Regions from separate parts of the Nothobranchius furzeri genome. Here region 1 is linked to region 2. The links are chromatin contacts, called in public Micro-C maps. All regions are on one chromosome and are shown on one strand. The core of a region is the stretch at or near the end of the contact, and the rest is flanking DNA. Distances in the headings are between cores, read along the strand shown.

Evidence for each region. Hi-C and Micro-C count contacts between places; a contact is called where the count stands out from the background.
Region 1: a Micro-C map of tail fin shows a contact between it and region 2, with 11 times the contacts expected there. The contact joins the promoter of dlc here to the enhancer-like site in region 2. A contact is called at or near these places in 2 of 2 Hi-C or Micro-C datasets (skeletal muscle and tail fin).

The regions. Positions count from the first base shown.
Region 1 is chr13:57,167,810-57,173,473 of NfurGRZ-RIMD1, forward strand. It overlaps dlc (deltaC), which reads right to left and starts at 2,231. Exons shown (of 10, transcript XM_054742331.1): 1 at 1,914-2,231; 2 at 1,314-1,553; 3 at 1,162-1,222; 4 at 1-83. The coding sequence starts at 2,216.
Region 2 is chr13:57,008,908-57,014,766 of NfurGRZ-RIMD1, forward strand. No RefSeq gene overlaps it. Among protein-coding and RNA genes, the nearest start is that of LOC129163771, 11 kb to the right of the region's middle. Within about 2 kb of position 2,249, at least 1 of the 3 cell types and tissues checked has an H3K27ac peak or open chromatin away from gene starts, as enhancers often do. A contact at or near this core is called in tail fin, where this site is marked.

The sequences.
Region 1 (5,664 bases), core at 981-3,480, 160 kb after region 2:
CAGGCCCATGTACTTGGTCCACGTCTCCCCAGCTTGGAGCTGATGACGGGCCGCCATCCGGCTGATCAGGTTGTTCTGGTTCTCTGGATCGACAAGTGGGAAAATGGGTTCGTGTTTAGACATCGTAAACTTGTTTCAGGGCTGATGGTTTTATTTAGTCACGCTTGATTTGATGCAGTGAGACACTAAAGAAAGTTTCAGATCCTCTACAGCTCATCAGGTAAATCTGAGTCTGTTCACAGCAGCTCTGACTCGTGAGGATCAGGATCAACACGGAGGTGCCGGGAAAGATCTCACCTGTCCAAAACTCTCACATCATCCTCAGCATCAGTGGCACCTTGGACTAAACATGACGGTGGACCCTGATGTCCCCCGTCCCATCTAAGGGACGACATGGACTCTGTTGTCCCCTATCCCATTTACAAAAGCTGGCTTCTCCATCTTCCTCTAAGAAAATCATGAATGAGCTGTCTCACATTTGAGTTATACAGATTTTTTTGTCCCAAAGGCAGCTAAAGCTAAAACATGGACTTTTCTGACAGAAGACATGTCCACTGTCCATATGAGACGAACGTATGTTCCCAGAACACATTATGTTTCCTCCTCCTGTGAAAGGTGTCAGTTTGTCTGTGAAGATGATGATGAAGATGCGAGGTTCCCCTGATGGTTTCTGATGCTGAGCTGCTGAAGGGGTCAAAGGTCATCCTGTAGTGGTTGATGTCTGGGACCAGATGTTGGTTTTCTTTAAATAGATGGTTGAAGTTTTGGACCGGGACATGTCCCTCTCTTCGCCAGCGGCCTCTGTCCCTTACCTACCACCAGGTAATCAGCTGACTGGAGGATTTTATAATTAAATCTGGTTTGTTTTAACTTCTCTGTAAACTTCAACAATGGTTCTGCATCAAATCTGGGTTTTGTTTTAATTTTCTAGAAAATTGTGATCCATCTAAAACTTGTGATTAACAAAGAAAACTTTCATCGATTTATATCTTCCTACGTTTGCTGTTATTTTATTTAAATGATATTTATTGGTGTTCTGTCTAATTTTCCTACAGAGATGTGGATTCTGGTGTCTGTGGGGGCTTCGCGTTGGACCTGAATGTGTTTTTCTGTCGCCGCCTTGCGGCCACACAGCAGAGCTGCACCCACAGCAGTTTTTACCTGTGGACTTCAAAACTGAAGACTCCGCGTTCCAGACTTCTGTGATCAGGTAGAAAGTCCCCTGAGTAGAATGAGGAAATTATCATCAGCGATCATTTGTTTGTTTTATGTCTGAAAGTCAAACTGAAGAATCTGCGATTTCCGCCACTTACCGGCCATTTGAAGGCAAACGGCACCCTGATGGGCTCGCTCTGGGAGATGGAGCTGGGGTCGGCGCTGAGGACATCGGTGAGCGCGATCCCGTACGTGTACTGGGGCTCTGGGCTGATACCGCTCTGCGAGTGCGCGAGGCGCACGCGGAAAAAGATCTGGCAGTCTGACTGGGAGTGACAGATGCCGCTGGGGCTGGTGAAGGAGTCGATCTTCAGCTGGAACACACCGGAGGAGAGAGTCTGCGGGGGGTGCAGAGAGAGGTGAGAGACCGGGAGTGCGCTCAAACATCAGCTGAGACCAGAAGTTTCTGTCAGGAACTTTTCGTGTTAATAATTGCTGCAGAAATAACGATATTAACGTTTTATTGTGACAAAAAAGTTTGTAACTTTGTGATTAATTGATAAAACATTCTCCGAAATAACAAAACCCATTAAAAGCCGATTTAGTGTCTAGAAAAGGCTCCGCGTGCTGCGCGTAAAAGCGCACGCATCCAAACCTCCCTGCTCACCAAGACCCAGCAGCAGAAATTCAGCAGACCTGCTCGGTTCTGGAGCTAAAGTGTGAGCTGGGCTCCTGAGAGGACTGCCAGAGATTCTCACCGTCTGAGCTGAGATGAGCACCAGCAGACATGGCACTAGCACGCGCGCCATGGCGAAGCCTCCAGGTGACAGCGCGCAGCGGGTCTTAACAAGCAATGCGTAAAGTCCAACCTGCACCAAAAAGTAATGTCTCTGGGAGAAATGATAAAAAAATTGGATCCGCCCGTGACACAAGACACCCGGTTCTAGAGTCTTGGGAGATGTCGGTGTTTGTGAGGCTGCTGCTGAACTCTGGACTGACGCGGCTGCGGTTCCTCCTGCTTTATAACAGGGGGAGGAGTAAGAGGGAGAGGGCTGCTGCATAGGGAGTCCACCTGGAGGAGGAGTTGGACTGAGAGGCACGCGCCGAGGCGGCTTCAATCAAATCGAAAGAGATTCATCCCAAAAAAATACGCGGGGGGGTTCCGCCGGAGGCAAAAACTGATCTACCCTGACCGGAAGAAGAGTCCGGTTCTGGTCACTCTTTTCTGGTCCTGCGTCCTATAGTTCAGTCCAGGTGTCATGGTTCGGTCCAAATAATAAAAGTACTGTAAGCTCTCTCTCTCTCTCTCTCTCTCTCTCTCTCTCTCTCTCTCTCTCTCTCTCTCTCTCTCTCTCGGTGTTTACACAAGTGTGGCACGTGCGTGCGCGCCTGTATCACACAGAGTACCGTCTCGACATCCTTTAAAGCACGTGATAAATCTGCACCGTGTGGACGCAGAACGTCTGCCTGCCCCGCTCATGTTTGACTGATCTTTAATCCGATCTGATTCAGTTATATTTTCTCCTTTAATCACTTCTAATCACATTTTAGGAGTCCAGCTGGTTCTTGTCTACGGCTGATAAACAGCTGATGAACCAGAACCAGCTCCTGAAGCGTTTCTGATTCAGACTCTCTGAACTGTAAAGTTTGCGCCTGTTTCCCACTTGCTGACGCTCAGAGTGCGCCTTTTGTTTAACACCACGTGCCCAAATGGGCCAAATGAATGTGGCACGAGCTTTGCTGAGGCGAGAAGATTCACTGCGCGTGGCGCGTGCTCCTTGGGGGGTGGGTGGGGGGTGGGGGGTTCGAGTGGAGAACCGTGGGAAAGTCTGCTGAGGTGCGAGTTCTGACACCTCAGCGTGCGCGCGCGAAACAAACGGAACAGCGCGAGGAGGTGAAAAGAACTAGAGTTTCATTTGCAACTGAAATCACCTGTGAGCTGGTGTTGGCCACGCCCACTCCCGCCAGCAGAACAGCGGCCGCGTTCGAGATGAGCCAGTTCTGCGCCGATTAGACCAGCGGTGACCGTTAGATTTGTGTCCGGCTTGACGCCGACTTGCTCTGACGTCATGCATACGTAGGCAACGACAACCTCGTGAGATCAAGGCGGCTGCAGATTTTGGAGCATGGCGCTGCAGTTGCTCTCCACCGGCTGCAAAACCTAGAGGATGACGGGAAACGCCTGGTTCTCACCTGATCTAAGATCTGATTGGTTCATATTTTGATCCAAACATCCGGTGGTAGAACATGAAATGTTAGTTGGTCACATGTATTCTGTAAGTCATGTTATGTTGATGATGACAACTATATAGGCCATAAAGAGAAATGGGATGTTTTCTCTTGTCACGTGTCCTATGAGCGCACTAAACCTACAGCTGATAACCTTTACTTATTATTACAGTCATGTCTCCATATACAATATATGATATCCACAAGCACGTGAGGGTGGGTTTCAGCTGCTAACAGGCACCAGGATTAAAATGACAAATTAAACAAGTAGAACGCTAACGCCATGTCTTCATCCATCGTCACCCGCGAGCTGCACGCTGGTTTTCAGCCACGCCCCCTGCTGAGCTCCTCTGATGTTAATGACGCGCGCTGCTGTGAGGGCGGGGCTCACACCTCCCCGCTAACGTCTGTCAGGTGAGAAGACGCAGCGCGGGGCCTCCCTCCTCTTCCTCCCAAGGCACGAGCCAGCAGCCGTGTGTGTGTGTGTGTGTGTGTGTGTGTGTGTGTGTGTGTGTGTGCGCGCGCGCGCGCGCGTGTCTGCAGATGTTTTAGCAGGTTGGGATTTCAATCACACACAGCATGTGTGAAGCTGCACCGTTTGCTGCAGCAGAGACCTTCACCTGCATGATGCAGCAACCTGAACGGCTCAAAAACAAACCCACGTGACTGCTGCTCAGACCTGAGTCCGGATCCAGATAACAACAGAACCATTCAGTAATCAGAACACAATGAATAAAAAATGAATATGAGAAACGTACAGAAACTAAAGGTAACAATATTTAAACTTACGTCGCAGATGAATAAGAACACAATAACATTGTTTTCAGCGGAAAAAAATGCACCAAAGCATCCGTTATTTATTTGTTGATCAAATGTTTTCCAGTTCAGGTTATGGACTTACCCGGTGCACCCGGACCCTGACAGGTGTGAGGTCTGCAACCTGTCAGATTACTGCTGCAGGAGGCTGGAGACACGGTTCTGATCCACTTATTGAGGCTACTGCAGTTTTTGATGTCAGAACTTAAAACCTTTTAACGTTTGAATCCAGTTTTCATGCAAAAAATCTAAATGACGTCTCAGAACTAACCAGGGGCGTCTCCAGCCTGTAGGAACACCTGGGCTTAGCCCCAAGGGCGTCAGTTTGTTTCCAGAATTGCTGGGGACAATAACCATACACTTGAGTGGGGTTTAAAAATTGCTGGGGACAATAAAGTAGGCTAGCACAGGGGTCGGCGGCTCTGGAGCCGCATGCGGCTCTTCCATCCATCTGATGCGGCTCTGTGTTTGTAAAATAATGAATGGATATTTAAATAAAATGCTTTATATTTTACTGCATTAATTTTACATCTGTATGCCAATTCTAAATGTAAAGATTGTCTGCGTATACCTGAACAGGTCCAACCTGGTCTTACTGTGAGACCGGGTTGACGCGTCACGCTTGTGCGTAATCATAGGCGCTTCCTGAGCTGAAGAGGATGTGAGATTCTGGGATTCTCCTCAGACGGCTCCTGGATGCGTCGCCACATTGGAGACGGGAACAAGCACTATTCAGCCAAAGTTTCATCATCAGGGAACATTTTCTAAGTGACAAGTCTCTCTGAGAGACAGCGTTTGGAAAACACTCACTTCAGTGGGAGGAACCTTCCCACATGCGCTCTGCGTGGCTCTGGGGTTAATCAAGTTTAATTGTTTCTCTTTGCAACAATCTTCACAAGAAGGCAAAACAGTTAAACGGCAGGTTACACATATTTCCATTTGACTGTTTATTTTGACAGATGAACTCAAGGATGTTGCTTGGTTTGAAAGAATTACCCCCACGCATACTGATGCGCATGGATGAGCTGACATTTTAATCGTTAACGCACATCGCGGAGGTAAAAGATTCCCATCAGAACATCAGAGCTTTATACTGGACACTGTGTTCAGCGCGGCTCGGAGCGCCCACGGTGGACAGTGAGCTGAAGATCTGAGGGGTTCGCAGCGCAGCGCAGAACCATGGTGCATGCAATGATTTCCTCCCACTGAAGCGGTCTGGAAACCCGGTCTCTCTGAGGGATGTGTCACTTGGAAAAATGTTCTTTTTATGAAATTATGAAACTGGCTGAACAGCGCTTGTTCCCGTCTCTAATATGGAGACGCATGATGCGTAGAGACATTTGATCACGCACAAAGTTCATGTGGAGCAGAAGCGGTCGGGCCACGGCAGGTGAAATGTTCCTAGCCTACATGAAGGGAAACTGTTTAATTGTAACATTAATATGTTACTGGACACGCTGGTCT
Region 2 (5,859 bases), core at 999-3,498:
TTTTAATTATCATGTGTCTGATTTTGTGAAAAGCTTGATAAAATGTCGTTTTTAGTTGGGTAAGCACGTTCCTCAGTAGAAACGAATGCACTGGGGGTGAATGGAGACCCATCTAAGATGGCGGCTGACTCAAGACTCAAAACAACTTTATTAGTCCCCGACGGGCAATTTGAAATTTGAGGGCTGGCCACTACAGCAGCTCCGATAGGCAGCGCCAGTCCATGGGGCGTCTACATATAAATGTCTGCGAGTGTAGGAGACTATTTTCATGTTCAGCCTGCATGAAAACTCAGATTGACAGATTAATCATTAAAAATGGTTTTTCAGTGTTCCACATCTTTAACTCTCTGCCACCATCAAACATGATGTAATATTAATAATTAAGTACAGATTTATAAAGGAGGGAGAGAGTTATTCTTTCATCTAAAAATGTGAAGATGATCTAGAAGAGTGGAATTTTTCGTTGGTTCCCAAATGGTTCATCCAGGAATGCTGCATCCCCCTGTGTCCAGAAGGAATATCCCAGAAACCTCCTAAGAGCGTCTCAGAAGACCCCAGAAACATCTCAGCAACATTCCAGAATATAGAACGTTTTACGATATTTTTAACTTGTTTTGATGTATTCGTAGCTTTTTTACACCTGATGTTATTGTTTTTACGTTAATCATCGCTTTTCTCCTCGTTTCTGCTTTCTCTGTAAAACACTTTGGCCGACAGGATGATCGAGTCGGTGGGTCAGTGGCGTGATTCTGGGCTGGTTCTGATCAGTTCACTGGCTCAGAACCACCAGGAGCTACAGCGGTTCAGACGGAACGAAACTCTGTGAAACTGGAAAGTTTCTACCTGAGGCCTCGCCAGCTTTGGCTGACTGACAGCCTTAGGACTGGAGGTTAAAACAGTTACTGTTGTTGTGTACTGTAACTGTCAGAGTGAGTAAAACTGAAAGTGTGTGTGTGTGTGTGTGTGTTGGCAGAATTCCAGGAAGAAGTAATTTCTGGTTATGTGACCTTCGACCCTCCTACCCGCTCTGATACAGAAAGACAGCTGGTTACAGATCAGTGCAATGACAGCGAGTTTCTGACCTGAGGAACAAACATTTATTAGGAGGAACATGTTTGTTTGTAAACAACCAGAGCTGCAGTTGACGCTCAGTCAGCTGCGACTGAATCAAGTCAGGAAAATGAACCAGACAAGGGTGAATAAAAGCCGGAAACCTTAAAAATCAACAGAAACGTTAAAACTGCTACCAGTTGTCCATCAGGGTCACCATGGTAACCACCATGACCATCATGACTTGGTTATAGGTATTATTTAAAATTCCGACGTCTCCTCACACAGCGGCTCCACATCTGATCCTTCTCAGGAAATCTGGATCCTCTGAACACGTAGAGGCGGCACTGTGTGAGTTCTGGAGAATCCCAGGATAGCTGGTGTGCTCCGGGCCATCGTAGCTCCTCCCCCCTCCCCGTTCAGTGATCGCCATCAGATTGCAGCAGCGGTCCGCGTCCTACCCGCTTGGCGAAGTTAGTACAGAAGATTCTTCTGAATGCCTCACCCACTCTCACCTGAGGCACACGGCCAGACACCCGGAGATATTCCAGAGCTGAGTTGTCGTCCCGGTCTGCCCATGCTGTCATATACAAGTGTAAGCCATTACCAAGTCCAGGGGGACAGAACGAATTCTCTGGAGAAAATGAGTGGAACACGTCTTGGAAAAAGCCGTTTCTTTATATGAAGATTGAAGGAATGTGGTTATTTAACGGGGTCATTGTTTCCAGAGACAAATGAGAGGTGATGTTCAGGAGGAGGACCAGGATCAGGAGGAGGAACATCCCACTGAGATCAGGTTGGTAATGAGACCCAAAATTCCTGAAGGACAGAGAAACTGAATTCTGTTTAATAAGCGGCTCAAACTTTAGTCTTTCATTTTCCAGCAAGTGGTTCCTGAGCGCGACGGTCTGCAGCTCTCTACTCCCCCAGGGAATGGGTCAAATGCGGAGAAGTTGTTTCACAATTTCAACAATTAATGGGACTTAAGCTTTAACTTTTCAATCTGAATTAAATTTAATAAGTAATTTAACTCATATTATTGATTTTGTCAGCTGGCCATCATCCCAGGTTGATGTAAGGCATTGTTGAACCGGATGAACCAGTGCCGATGGAAAAACCTCTGTCCCTGATACTCCTGTTGTTTCTACAGGTCGGCTCAGTGAGAACGCTGCAGGAGGAAACCTCCTCCCCGCGTGGTGCTGGAGTTGCACAGGAAGTGACCGGTTTGCTCCACTTCCTGCTCTGCTGGAGCTGCAGGTGTTCCAGGACTCACCTGAGCAACAACATTAAAGCGTTTCAGTAAAAACCGTCAATGGGTTAAGAGCTAAAGGTTGTTGGTTCAGTTTCACAATCACAAACAGGAGTTCAGCTCAGGTCAACTGTCAAACATTTATTGTGTAACACGAAAGCACTTTGTGGAAAATCACTCCACAAAATATTCTCTTTGTGTCAGAACCAACAGAGATTAAAATCTGGTGTTTATTCTGGATTATTCATTAGACTGTCTTCATCCTGCAGAACCTTCTCATGGACCAGTTTTTCTCCCGAGTAATTGTCCAGATCGTCCTGTTTCCTGCATCCCAGCTTGCTCAGGAATGTTATGTCACATCAGCTGATGAAAATGCGGGAATGGTCTCATTTTATCCCACCATCTCCTGCTCGTCTAGGTCACAGATGCAACAAGCCCAACAAGGGGGCACAGGGTATCTATCCTCTCCCAATCCCACCATTCCTCCACTGGGATCCCAAAAGAAACTCTGTAGTGTGTCACAGGTCCGGTCAATAGTTGCCATGCTGACAAGAGGTTGTGACGAATTCTGTTGTTTTGTGCTTTTAGAGTAATTTGTGGGAGATGTGGTAGTTCCTCTGTTGTTGGATTTAACTACAGCTTCTGTCAAATGCCTCGTCAAGGTCCCTTTGCTCTTTGGAGCTATATTTGGTCCACTTTGGAAGGCGCTTTATAAATAAATTATCTCAAATATGAAATATTACAAAAACACCACAAAAATGTTTAAAAAATATTAGTATCATTATAATTTGAGAGGGAGCAGGAACATGCTAAAAAGTTTAGGGTATCCATCACAATGTTCTCTTAGAAAGGCTTGAACACTTTGTAGGGATCAAAGGAACAGCGCTTGGCTGGTTTAAATCTTATCTGCCCGACAGAGTTCAGTTTGTTCATGTACACGAGAAATCTTACTCTAGAGTTACTTGTGGAGTACCACAGGGTTCGGTGCTTCGACCAATTATTTTTACTATATATATGCTTCCAACCGGTAAAGTCATTAGACAGAATGGGATAAACTTCCTCTGTTATGCTGATGATACTCAGTTATATATCCATAAACTCTGATGAACCTATGAAAGGCACATACGTTCAATATGAGCAGCCATTCACCGCTACTCACACACACACGCACATGCACGCGCACGCACACGCACACACACACACACACACACACACACACACACACACACACACACACACACACACACACACACACACACACACACACACACACACACACACACACACACTTAAACGTTCACCTCTAGAAGCATCGGAATGCCAATCACCCAGTCTAGAATATTTGTCAATAAAACAAAAGAAAAGAAAAGAAAGACAAAAGTTTGGGGAGTGGTACACAGAATCAGTTGTCCAGGACAGTTCACATGAAGCTTTTAGACAAATAACCAAAAATTAGCCCGATACGCCATCCCCTATGGGATGGCGCCTCGATTACTGCAACGCCCTTCTAACTGGTCTTCCAGGCTGTACTGTGAGACCTCTTCAAATGGTCCAGAACGCAGCGGCGCGTCTGGTCTTCAATCAGCCACAAAGAGCACACGTCACCCCTCTGTTCATTGAGCTCCACTGGCTACCGCTAGCAGCACGCATCAAATTCAAATTGCTAACACTAGCATACAAAGTCCGAGATGGTACGGCTCCCATCTACCTGAATCCTCTTGCAAAGGCTTACGTCTCGGCCCGGCCGCTCCGGTCATCACAGGATCGTCGGCTAGCAGTGCCTACACCACGCTCAGGACAATCCAGACTCTTCTCATGCATCGTTCCACAAATGTGGAATGACCTTCCAAGCACTACCAGAACAGGAGCTTCCTTTTCGACTTTCAAAGACCCTGCTCTTCAGAGAGCATCTTCTAAACTAGCACCCTCCCTGCACCCGTCCCCCTCTCTACTGTCCACTCCTTGTTCCCTCCTCTCCATGATTGATGTCAAGTTGTTGTTGTTATTGTTGTTGTTAGCCTCAATGGCAACATGCCGATTATCACTTGTAAGTCGCTTTGGACAAAAGCGTCTGCTAAATACATAAGCATAAACATTTAGTCTGGCCACAAACCAATGAAACGGATCACACGTAGTGACATCATCTACAGTTAGGACTAATCAGAGCAACGAACGGCATGACATATTCATCATGATGGAAAACAGTCAACGGGATTGTCCGCACAATGGAAAACGTTGTCATGGCATCCAACAACCTGAACAATTTGTGTCCTTTAAGAAACTGTTAAATTTAATAACTGGTCCACAGTTAGTGCCAAAGCCATTTCAAACGAGTGCTAATCTGGAGCTGACACTGCCTTTGTTGTTTTTCTTTGTGAAGCCCATGCATTAAACATAGGACGCTGTGATTGGTGGGACAGAAAACCGTTGGGGCCAAACTCGGTTGCAGCTCCAGCGTTCTTGGTCTAGATTACTACCCAGTATCTGCAGAAGGAGATTAAGACAGAATCTACCAGAAAAAAGATGAAGGTGAGTTCCTGTCACTACCAGAAAAACCTGTCATACGAAACAACGTGTTCTTGATTCTCGACACCAGAAGGTACAGCACAGTTTACCGACAGCAGAGTGTCATCACCGTTAGTTTGGATCACATTTCTAATCCGACTCCGAACTGATGCCTGAATACCCCAAGGCTTCTCTTCCTCTTCAAGGTTCTCGTCATTCTCTCAATTTTCCATTTGACTAATCCTGCAGAATTTTCATTTTCGGTTCAAAGCCAAGAGGGCTCCAATACTGAATGGAGGGTGTGTGCTTCAGCCTGGTTGTTCAGATTTAGACTTCCTTTCTTCCTGGTGCATGAGCCAACCCACCAGGCCCCTGCCATCTGAACCAGAACATTATGGAAATAACAACCTTTAACAGGCCAAAACGAAACCACATAAAATAAACTGACTAAAGCTTTACAAGAAAATCAAGGTGAGCTCAGCTGGATGATTATGTCACACACGAAAACCCATCCATCCATCCATCCATCCATCCATCCATCCATCCATCCATCCATCCATTTTCAATTAAACTCAATTCAACTTCAATTCAAAAATACTTTATTAATCCCAGAGGGAGATTCATTGCTGTAGTAGCTCAGAATAATAATAATAATCAAGACATAAAAGAGGTGTTGTATATTACAATGGCTGTTGGCAGGAAGGATCTCCAGTAGCGGTCAGTGTTGCAGCCAAACTGAAGAAGCCTCTGACTGAAGACACTCTTCCGTTGTCGGACAGTCTTGTGAAGAGAATGCTCAGGGTTGTCCATCATTTTCTTGATTCTCTGGAGAATCCTTCTTTGCATTATCTCCTCCAGCGGTTCCGAAACTGCCGAAACTCTGGCTGAGTCCTTGAAAGGGCTTGGAGTTCCTCCATCTTGTTGGCCAGTGATCTCACATTGCCCATTATGATCGATGGAAGAGATGGTTTGAATTTCCTCTTTCTCTGTCTCCGTGTTGCTCCCGCTCTGCACCCACGCTTCTTGCGTTTTAGCTCATTTGGGATTTGTGGCTT